2 separate regions of the Mus musculus genome follow, and region 2 is linked to region 1. A link is a contact called in public ChIA-PET data. All regions are on one chromosome and are shown on one strand. The core of a region is the stretch at or near the end of the contact, and the rest is flanking DNA. Distances in the headings are between cores, read along the strand shown.

What was found. ChIA-PET counts read pairs in DNA pulled down with a chosen protein or histone mark.
Region 2: an RNA polymerase II ChIA-PET map of memory CD8 T cells shows a contact between it and region 1, with 41 read pairs. The contact joins two enhancer-like sites. A contact is called at or near these places in 2 of 115 datasets of contacts at active chromatin or transcription factors (embryonic stem cells and memory CD8 T cells) and 2 of 9 other capture datasets (adipose tissue and liver).

The regions. Positions count from the first base shown.
Region 1 is chr6:73,207,891-73,212,779 of GRCm38.p6, reverse strand. Dnah6 (dynein, axonemal, heavy chain 6) reads left to right here. Exons shown (of 77, transcript NM_001164669.1): 2 at 109-344; 3 at 4,072-4,233. The coding sequence starts at 117. Among named protein-coding and RNA genes, the nearest start is that of Dnah6, 11 kb to the left of the region's middle. Within about 2 kb of position 2,164, at least 106 of the 459 cell types and tissues checked have an H3K27ac peak or open chromatin away from gene starts, as enhancers often do. A contact at or near this core is called in memory CD8 T cells, where this site is marked.
Region 2 is chr6:73,277,551-73,282,439 of GRCm38.p6, reverse strand. No RefSeq gene overlaps it. Among named protein-coding and RNA genes, the nearest start is that of Gm40378, 9.8 kb to the left of the region's middle. Within about 2 kb of position 2,484, at least 30 of the 459 cell types and tissues checked have an H3K27ac peak or open chromatin away from gene starts, as enhancers often do. A contact at or near this core is called in memory CD8 T cells, where this site is marked.

The DNA.
Region 1 (4,889 bases), core at 915-3,414:
TTGTTTACCACTTAGAACACAGCTGTCAGCGCCATCTTGTAACGGCGAATGTGGGCGCGGCTCCCAACACTGACCTCTTTTTTTCTTTTCTTTATCCCACTTGTGTAGGAATAAGGATGGCTTTCCAAGGCACAGAGGATGAAATTGACCTGAAAAGTATTGAACACCAGGCAGAAGAAAATCCTATACTTGCCAGACTAAACAAAATAAAAGCAAAGGGAATTCTGAATTATGTGTCACTCAAAGAAAATGAACCTGAACCTCCAACCCTGGTATTTAGGCATACCACAAAAGCTCAAGAGAGGACCAGAAAGAGACAGCAGCCTGTGAAGCTGGAGCCTCTGGTAAGTTAAAAAAGGAAACCCCAAGCAAACAGATCACACACACACACACACACACACACACACACACACACACACACACACAAACACAAACGCACACACACAGAGTTTTTCCAGCTAGGTTCTCACTATCTATCCCTGGCTGATCTGGAACTTGCTATGCAGACCAGGCTGGCCTTGAGAGTCCATCAGTCTGCCTGCCTCTGCCTCCAAGATAACTTGGAAAAGCGCTTCAAGTTGCCCACCAGAAAGAGAACTATTCTTTCTGATCGTAATGGAGGCGAGGGTGTGCACAGCCACACATTTGTGGACTCGGGTCTTTACTTGTGCTGGACACACAGATTTACAGTGATTCATATTGTTGATGTAAGTCATATTATATTTGATTAATATTTTTTATTAAAATAAGTGTCACATTTTATTAAATTAAATTATTTTCTATATTGATGAAGATTTTTCATGTCATATTTCCCATAATTCCCATTTGGCTCTTTTAATTTTTGATTATTTTTTTAGTGCTTAAATAGTTTCTCTATAATAAGGTCCTGTCTTTTTCATGTAAAAATGATTGCTGACTATTTTAATTTGGTTCCTTATTTTGAAAGAAGGCCCTGTCAGGGGTCTGGAGAGCTGACACAGCAGATAAGAGCTTTTGCTGCTCTTCTGAAGTACCTGAGTTCACTTCCTATCACAACCATCTGTAACTACAGCTCTAGGGATACAACACCCATTTCTGGATGCTATGGGTACCCACACACATGTAGTGCACACATACTCAGACACATACACAAGAATGAAATTAAGGAATTCTGTTTATTGTCAATAATATCCTTTTAAATTCTCATATTTAATTTTCAGCTTTTGTTTTCGATATATATACATATATATCACAGATATATATGTAAATAACAGATATAACTAATTCTAATATTCCTGCCTTTATGACTGAACCAATTAATTTATTTAGTTTTCAAACTATGACCCATAGGTCAAATTGAACACTCTAATCTTTTGGATTGATGGCTGCCGCATCCATTTATTTGCATAATGCCCAAGAGTTCTTTTCTGCTTCCATGTCAGAAGTATATGGTTGTAATAGAAACTCTATGGCCCATAATGCTTAAAACATTTATCTGGCCTGTGGTAGAAAGCTTTTTTCTGAATCTTCATTCCATAAGTTTCTGTCACCCTGGCAAAATGCCTGAGGAAATGAACTTAAAGAGAAGAGGTTTACTGAGGCTCACACTTCATAGGCTTCAGTCCCTGGGCAGCCAGCTCTGCTCTGGACCTGCAACAAGGCAGAGTAAAGTGTTGATGGAGCATGTGATGGAGGCGGCTGTGGCATCCAGGAGGCAGAAAGAAAGAAAAGGGAAGGAGCCGAGGACCATACACACCCTTAACATATGTCCCAGACAACCTGCTTCGCTCAACACTCAAGTGGGCCCCAGCTTCTGGTGTCTGCCATTTCTTAGTAGTATCACTGGTTGTGAACCAAGCCTTCAGCACATATGCATTTAAGGAATGTTCCAGATCCAAATTCTAAGGCAGTTGTTCTAGGTGCCCTGACAAAAATGAAGAATTGATACTGTGGTAGTTAGAATGAGAATGGTCCCCATATATATTTGAATGTCTGCTTTCCAGCTTGAGGAACAATTTGAGAGACTTAGAGGCTTCAGAAGTCTCTCTCTCTCTCTCTCTCTCTCTCTCTCTCTCTCTCGCTGTTTCCTGCTCACAAGTCAGATGACAACTCTCAGCTACCTCCCTGGCGCCATGCTTACCCACTTCCTGCCTTACTCACCACCACGATGGTCATGGACTTTCTTTCTGAAACCACAAGCAAACCCCCAACTAAATGCTTTCTTCTCTATGTTGCCTTGATCATGTTCCTCTCTACAGCAACAGAACAGGAACCAAAACAAACACTAAGGTGATAGTGATATTGATGACCTTATTCTTGATTTTAATAACGGCTTCAGGATTTCTGTACTTAGGGTAGTTGTTGTTCACTATCGGTTTTTGTGAACTGGTTTACAATATGTTAAAATTTTTCTGTCTCTATTTTATTATGAGAAGTTGTAGATAAACACCTCAAAGAGAAATATAATAAGCAGCATTAACAGTGTTGAATTTTCCCTAATTTAACAAAAATATTTTTACATAGACTATGTGTGTGCATGCACACACACATGCATAAAACATATTTAGACGCCAGAGAATAACTTATGAAAATAGGTTCTATCCTTCCAACGTATGGGTTCAGAGGTTAAATGCAGGTCTTAAGCCTTGGCTACAAAGACCCTTATCCACTGAGCTCTCTCGCTGGCCCAGAATAAAGTCTGTTTTCAGAAGAATCAATGTTACAGATGTTAGCAGGGTCTTTAGGAGAGGGAGCAGGGACTGGCTGGCTGAAATCCAGGTACAAGCTCCCTCTCCTGGGAACCACAGACTGTCCCAGTGTCCCAGTGTCCCACACCTCACTGCAGTCTCTCTCTCCTTGCATAGAGACTGCAGCATGGTACTCTCCCTTATCCGAAGTTCCAAATATATGGAAATGCCGAAGGAACCGTGCACAAGCTTACACCCCTCCCACCCAGATTCAAGAATTGTTCCATTTACTTTACGCCTGTCCACACACCCATGTGTGCCTGTTGCTTTGTCACTTAAAGTGGGTTGCGGACATCATAACACTTCACTCTCGGATACCTTGGCTCACAATCAAGAACAGTTCCCTGCAAGATGTAAAATGTTCTTAGAATATCTTTAATTACTTACACTTTTAAAATTACATTTTTGGGGGACATGTGCCAAATGGGAGAGGCATATGCAGGTCAGCAGGCATATGGGGTCAGCTCTCTCCAACAGGTAGGCCCCAAGGAGTGAACTCAGGATACCAGGTTTGGAAGCAAGTTCCTCTACTTGCTGAGCCATCTCCAATGCTCCCTGGCTTTTAAAAATTCATGGTATTTTAAATCAACAAGAGGCTGCTTTCTGATATTAAAATTGTCCCATAGCCTTACTTGCTATCACCATTCTTAGAGAATACATGTTCTTCTCTAAGATGTCAGTGTGGGCTCACAGCTCTAAAAAATATTATTTAACAGGTATGAATGCTTTGCTTAAATACATGTCTGTGCACTGTGTGTGTATGTCTGGTACCCAAGGAGGACAGAATAGAATGTTGGATCTCCTGGAGTTGAGGAAGGAGATGAGCTGCCATGTGTGTGCTGGGACAGAATAGATGTCGATTCAGCTGAATTTCCTGCATGCAGGGGGTTTCTTCATTTGGAAATGGATACCCCTGGAGGACGCCCCGCAGCCCAGGTGGCTTTTATTGACAGGGGATTCCAGGGAGGGGTGTGTGCCCTTTTACCTTGATTGGTTAGCTCTGTCTCTAGAGGTCTGACTGATTCTACAATTGGTTAGACTATGGAGACTTCCCGGGGTGGGGTGGGGGTGGGGTGGGGGTCGGGGGTTGCCTACTCTTTCTAGCTACCTATTCTTACTTCAGGCCAGATGACAAGGTGTCCTCAGATTGGCAGCCTGAGGCTGTGGTTGGTAGACCACAGGTTCCTGGATCCAAGTTCTCATTTCTGGGATACAGAAACTTAGGCTGAGTCTCCCAAACTGTCAGTGTGAGTGAAGCCTGGCTCTGGCTAACTCAGTCCTCAGTAGTAAAGAACAAAGTCTGCAATGACATTCACAAGATAATCCCATCTCTTACTTTCCAAAGCCAGTGCTAAAAGTCTACCAAGATCACAAGCAGCCCGAGTACATATATGAACAGAATCGACAGAAGCTCATGAGCTCTGGAATTCTTAAGCCATCACCAAGCACGGCTGACAGAGCTTCAATCATTAGTCTCGAGGCCCAAGAAGCTGTGAAAAGGAAACAGGTACAATATGTAAAACACTTAAGCAGTCCTTAAACTATTGCGTGTGTGGTGTTGGTCACATGCTTTTAGTTCCTAAGGAGATGGATACAGTTGCTTGCATTTGCAAAATAGAATATTTCTAAGGAAAATTAGTACAGGAAAGGAAAGTCGTGGAGGGAATATCCAGCATCATTATCATCTTCTGATGTTTTCTTGCTTGCATGCTAATGGTGTTATACATAACGTTTTATATGTGTGTGTGTGTATATATATATATACACATACATATATATACACATATGTATATATGTGTATATATATATATATATATATATGTTATAAATAATTGTTTGAAATTGGTGACTTTTTTCCAGAAATGGGGGAATTGGAAAACTCTGAAGAGAGGCAATAAAATAGAGACTAAGCCAGGCATAGTGGCTTTAATTCCATGACTTAGGGAGGCAGAGGCAGACAGATCTCTGTGGGTTTGAAGCCAGCTTGGTCTGCATAGCAAGTTCCAGAAGAGCCAGCTCTGCCTTATGAGACTCTGTCTCAAAAAAAGACAGACCAAAGCAGCACCCAAGATGCCATGTCCTCACTGGCAATTCTAAAGCCGCCAGCTGCCTTAGGAATGGACTTAAGAAAGGCCTGTCAGTGCATGACTTTAAGTCAGTGGT
Region 2 (4,889 bases), core at 1,235-3,734, 69 kb before region 1:
AGGGTGGGTTCTCTGTATGCTTCACATATTTGAATAACTTGTGTGTGGCCCATGACACTCCTAAGAATGCTGGCTATTTACGCTCCTCCCTTCACATTTGTGCCCCTTCTTAGTGACATGCTCATGTGACTTCCTTGTCCCCTTTGCCAAGTGAGGCATGGGAGAAGTGAGTTCAGGTCAAACTTCAGTTTTTCTGCCAACCCAACTATGAGTTTAGACTTCAGCTCCTTGGATCCTAGCTGAGACGTGAGGCTAGGACAATCTTCAGATCACTCTTCTACCAACAGGGACAAGAACATCTGAGAACGACAACAGGAGACTTGTGTCCGTGGCCAGTGTTACCCAGCTGTGAGCTTCAGGGAACAATCCCATTCTGCCTCTGAGTTCCGAGAAAAAAAGATGTCCCTTTCTGGAGGAAGCAGCCTGGGAGTGGCCTGGAACTCCGGTCACCACCAAAACTCAGAGAATCAATAAAGGATGAACTCTGAAGCCATTGAATTGGCCCAACATCCCGCCCCACCACTCTGTCAAGCCCCTACTCCTCTAAAAAGCAAATGTCTATCACAAACTTCCCGGGAGCCACTAGGTATTGCTCCAAACATAGCCTGTAGCCTGTCTCTGCAGATGTGTAAGACCCAAAGTGACCAGCTGCTACCCTGGACAAATATGACTCAGAGGGTGAAATTCTAAGTTTCTAGTTGGTCATCTGGACCCATTCTCTATCTTTGCTGTGATTCTGTGTCCCTGAGAGACAGTCCTATTGATGGCATCAAATGGGCTTGTACATTCTCTGCTTTCTGCCCGGTTCAGCTATCAGGACATAAGAGAGGAGGGTGGGTTAGTCAGGGTATGCATCCCCCTCCCTCCATGTCAGGGTTTGGCCTGGGCAGTGATTGTGTTCCTCTGTGTAGGCCACCACTCCTTCCTGTAATCTCACACATAGCACTGGCCTCACCAGCTTCACAAACAGCTTGTATCCGTTGTCAACTAAGATCTGAAGGTGGTAAAAGTTTCTCGCGGTGGCTGACTTGAGGGTCTTATTTAAGTATTAGGACACCATTGGTATTAAGACACCACTGTCCACCTACCATGACAACTCAGGATGCTTACAAACTAAAGGGAGGGGCTCCCAAAGCAAAGGTCAAAGGACAACCAACATTCAAATATGTGAGAGATAAAGTCCTAATTAATGACCTACCCAGGAGAGAGAGTTCTAATAGGAGATTCACAACCAAGTGAGAACACAGGATTCCAAGTAAACAAACGCAATCATAAAGTCAAAGGCCCTCCAAGGGACATCCACAGGGAACTGTTCTCGTCTTTCTAAGTGGCCAGGATGAAATGACAGAGTAGGGTATGGGGACACATTAAACTCTCTGGTTCCCAGGTACAACTCGTCCTCTCCGAGAGCTCAGTGTTAAATAAAAATTCCTCAGAGAAGACTTGTAGCCAAGCACTGTAACCTGGGAGCCCAGAATCACCAGACCCAAAGCAGGAGACCAGAAGTTCAAGATGGGCATTGCTGGTTAAACTTTTACTTCACACGTACTCATTTCCATCCCTCCCAAACCGCTCAGAGCTCTGAAACAGTCTCATGTAGCCCAGAATTTGTAGCTGAGAATCATCTCAAACTCCCGATCCTCTCTCCTCCAATTCCCAAGGGGCTAGCCTGGCAGGAAGTCTATTTGCTCCGCAGCCTTCTCGTTTCCTGAGAGAAAAGTCAAGTCCTCTCTGGCATCTCAGGACTAATGCTGAAGCAGCAGGAGTGTGGCACACTCCATCTCCACGGGGACTGAGGCTCTTTGTCCTATCTACCCTCCTGTCCTTGAGGTAGTCCTCTCTACTAGTTGGCTGATCCTAAGATGTTTTATAACAAAACTATGTTCCTACGTACTTGTGGTTTCCGAGTTGGGTCACCCCAGCAAATTAGTCTGTAGGGAGTTACAGAACTCTCCAACCTAAAACCACGCCAAGTGTGGGCAGTATGGCGATGTCAGGATTTGTGGCTGGCTTGTGAAGTGGGAGCACTTTGTGAGATGACACCCCTTACCTGCGGGGTCTCTAGTTAACACAGGCAGGTGAGGTGAGAACTGGACCAAAGGCTGGGACACAGCAGTCAGTGCTGGGGAGCTGATGTGAAGATGTGACTCTAAAGGGAGAGGTCAGGGAAGCAGGACAAGAGTCCCACCTACGAGTAACACCAGAAGCTCTCGCAGGAGACTCCTGGGACAGTGACTACTTAAGACATTTTCCAAAGGCCGTTGTGTTTCATCTTCACGACCAGGATCCCCTGAGGAGCTGGGACTAAGATACAGTAAGTACTGCGGCAGACTCTTCAGAAAAAAAAAAGGGGGGGGGGGACTTTCCGAGCTGGCAGCAGCTGGAGTAGTGAGACTGCATCGAGCTACTCACACTGGGAGTTTGAGCTGAGGAGGAGAGGCCTGAATGCCAGCCTGCTATGAGAGACGCACTGTGGTAAACCTGGAGGGCAAAGTTCCCTGGCCAGGACTTCTCTGTGACTGTGGTGTGACCCGAGCCGTCACCCTGAGCACATCTGTTGTTTCTCTTGGCAAATCTACTGCACAGCAGTGTCAAGAATGAGTTGTGGCAGAGGCCTGCCCACTGCCTTCAGATGTGGGCAGGCAGGTACCACGACCGTGAGCAAGTATGTGGTGGGGAGACGGGAGAGGAAGAGAAACAGAATGGTTTTGTGGACTGTGAAGAGAGGCAGAACTGGAGATGCAATGGCAGTGATGTGAGAGGCCCCTGCTGTCCCGGCCCATGCTAATGCTGAGGACCATGTCTGGGGTCATGTCCCTACTGCAGTAGGGGTCTTTATTGATGTCCATAGCTGTCCCTACTGCAGTGGGGGTCTGTATTGATGTCCATAGTCCATGCTACCAAGGGTCATGCAGATGTCTATGACCTGAGCTGCCACCTGAAGCCACGTTGATGTCAAAAGGGCCATGCTGAGCTTGAGCTGGGCCCATCCCTTACCTGGGCAGTACAGGAGAGCTGGTCCAGGCAGCATGGTCAAGGGAGAGCTGGCCCCCATGGCATGGGCATGGGAGAGCTGGCTGGCTGAACAGCTCAGCTACTGCCCAGGCTCAGATCCACCCCCAACACTGACTCCATCTATGAGCTGGAGGGGCCAGGCCTACAGAAGAAAAGCCACAGGATCTCTATGACTTAGGGCAACAGCAGGATATCCCAGAGGAGTCTTGGTGAGGGGCCAGTATTGATGGTGTAGTAGAAGCCAGAGGCCTTGACCCAGACCAACAACTCACTACCATGAACATTTGCAGGTAAAGTTATTTGGGCAAAAGGCAATAGTTTCCAGTGCCATGACAATGAACGATTATGTGATAGAGAGGTGGGAAAAGCAGAGGAGCAGGTTACACACAGTGGAGCTGGAGCACTGACTGCTGTGACGGGTGCCAGAAGGCCTTGATAGATAGAGGAGCAGGTTGCTGCCCAGAGGTCAGCAAGATGGTTTGTTATTTTATTTTATTGGGGGTGGGGGAGCAGGCATTAGAAGAGTGGAGGGCAGATATGGAAGGACTGGGATATCAGTGGGACTAGGGTGCATAGTGTGAAATTCCCAAAGGATTAATAATAATAAAAAAAAAATAGTGTTAAAAAAATGAGTTGTAGGAGTTGTAGGCAGCTCTCTCCCGACTGCCTATAACTCCAGCTCCAGGTGATCCGATGCCCTCTTCTGCCCTCTGGGGGCATCTGCACTCTCATGCACAAACCCACCCACAAACACCACACATACACATAAAAATATATCTTTAACAATGAAAAAAAAAGGTGAGTTGTACAAAATTCAAGAAGGGACTGTGTTCTATTTAGGGATAGAGACGGCCCCTGGGAGATGAGATATATAGCCGGATGTGCCAATAGTAAAAGCAGAACTGTAACACCAGGCCAGGCATGGAAACCATGAGGAACCAAAATCAGTCCAGGGGGATGGAGAGATGGCTCAGTGGTTAAGAGCACTGACTGCTCTTCCAGAGGACTTGAGTTCAATTCCCAGCAACCACATGGTGGCTCACAACCATCTGTAATGGGCGCCGATGCCTTCTTCTGGGGTGTCAGAGTCAGCATACTCATACATTAAATAATCAAACAATTTTTTTTAAAACTCAGTCTTGGCTGCTATCTCATGCTATTTACAATCATCAATTTAAGGGTGATGTGAGCTAAATGTGTAGGCTCTTAAATGATAAGGTTTGTGAGAAAACAAGACTAGTACTGTCTTACATAAATGGGAGGCAGAACACAGTACTCAGCATGAAAATGCAGTACAAAACAAAAAAAAGAAAAGAAAAAGAAAAAGATTCTTGCTCTTTATTTAAAAACTTCAGTCCATTAAAAAAATACCGTTAAGGTTGTGTGTCCTAGCTATTGCTTGTAATCCCAGAACTCACAGCGTTGAGGCAGGAGGTCTGCCACTAGTTCAATACCAGCCTAGGCTATATGGTAAGTTTCAGGCCCTGCCTGGGCTACAGAGCAAACCTGTTTCAGCCTACACTGTGTCATTTCTGCTGGCCAGTGTCCTGTGGGATGAGTTGCTGTCCATGTTCAAGGTGATGAAATGCGTGCATAAAGGAATGGTCCTGAACTCCCAAGCTGTTCACAGCCCGTCCACGAGGTCTGGGCACACTCCCACAGTCTCCCTAGGCTCTCTGTGCCCTCAGCAGCAGCCCAGGCAGTCACGAGACCTCAGATCACTGTTCCCTTGTCTCCTAGACACAGCAAACCCAGCATTCCTTCTCACCCTTGTACAACCAGCTCTACCCCCAGGGGCTCGGCTTCCCTTTCCACACCTGAGGTGTCCTGTCCAGGAAGACTCCACCAGCATTCCCTCACAGGCTTCTCCCGAC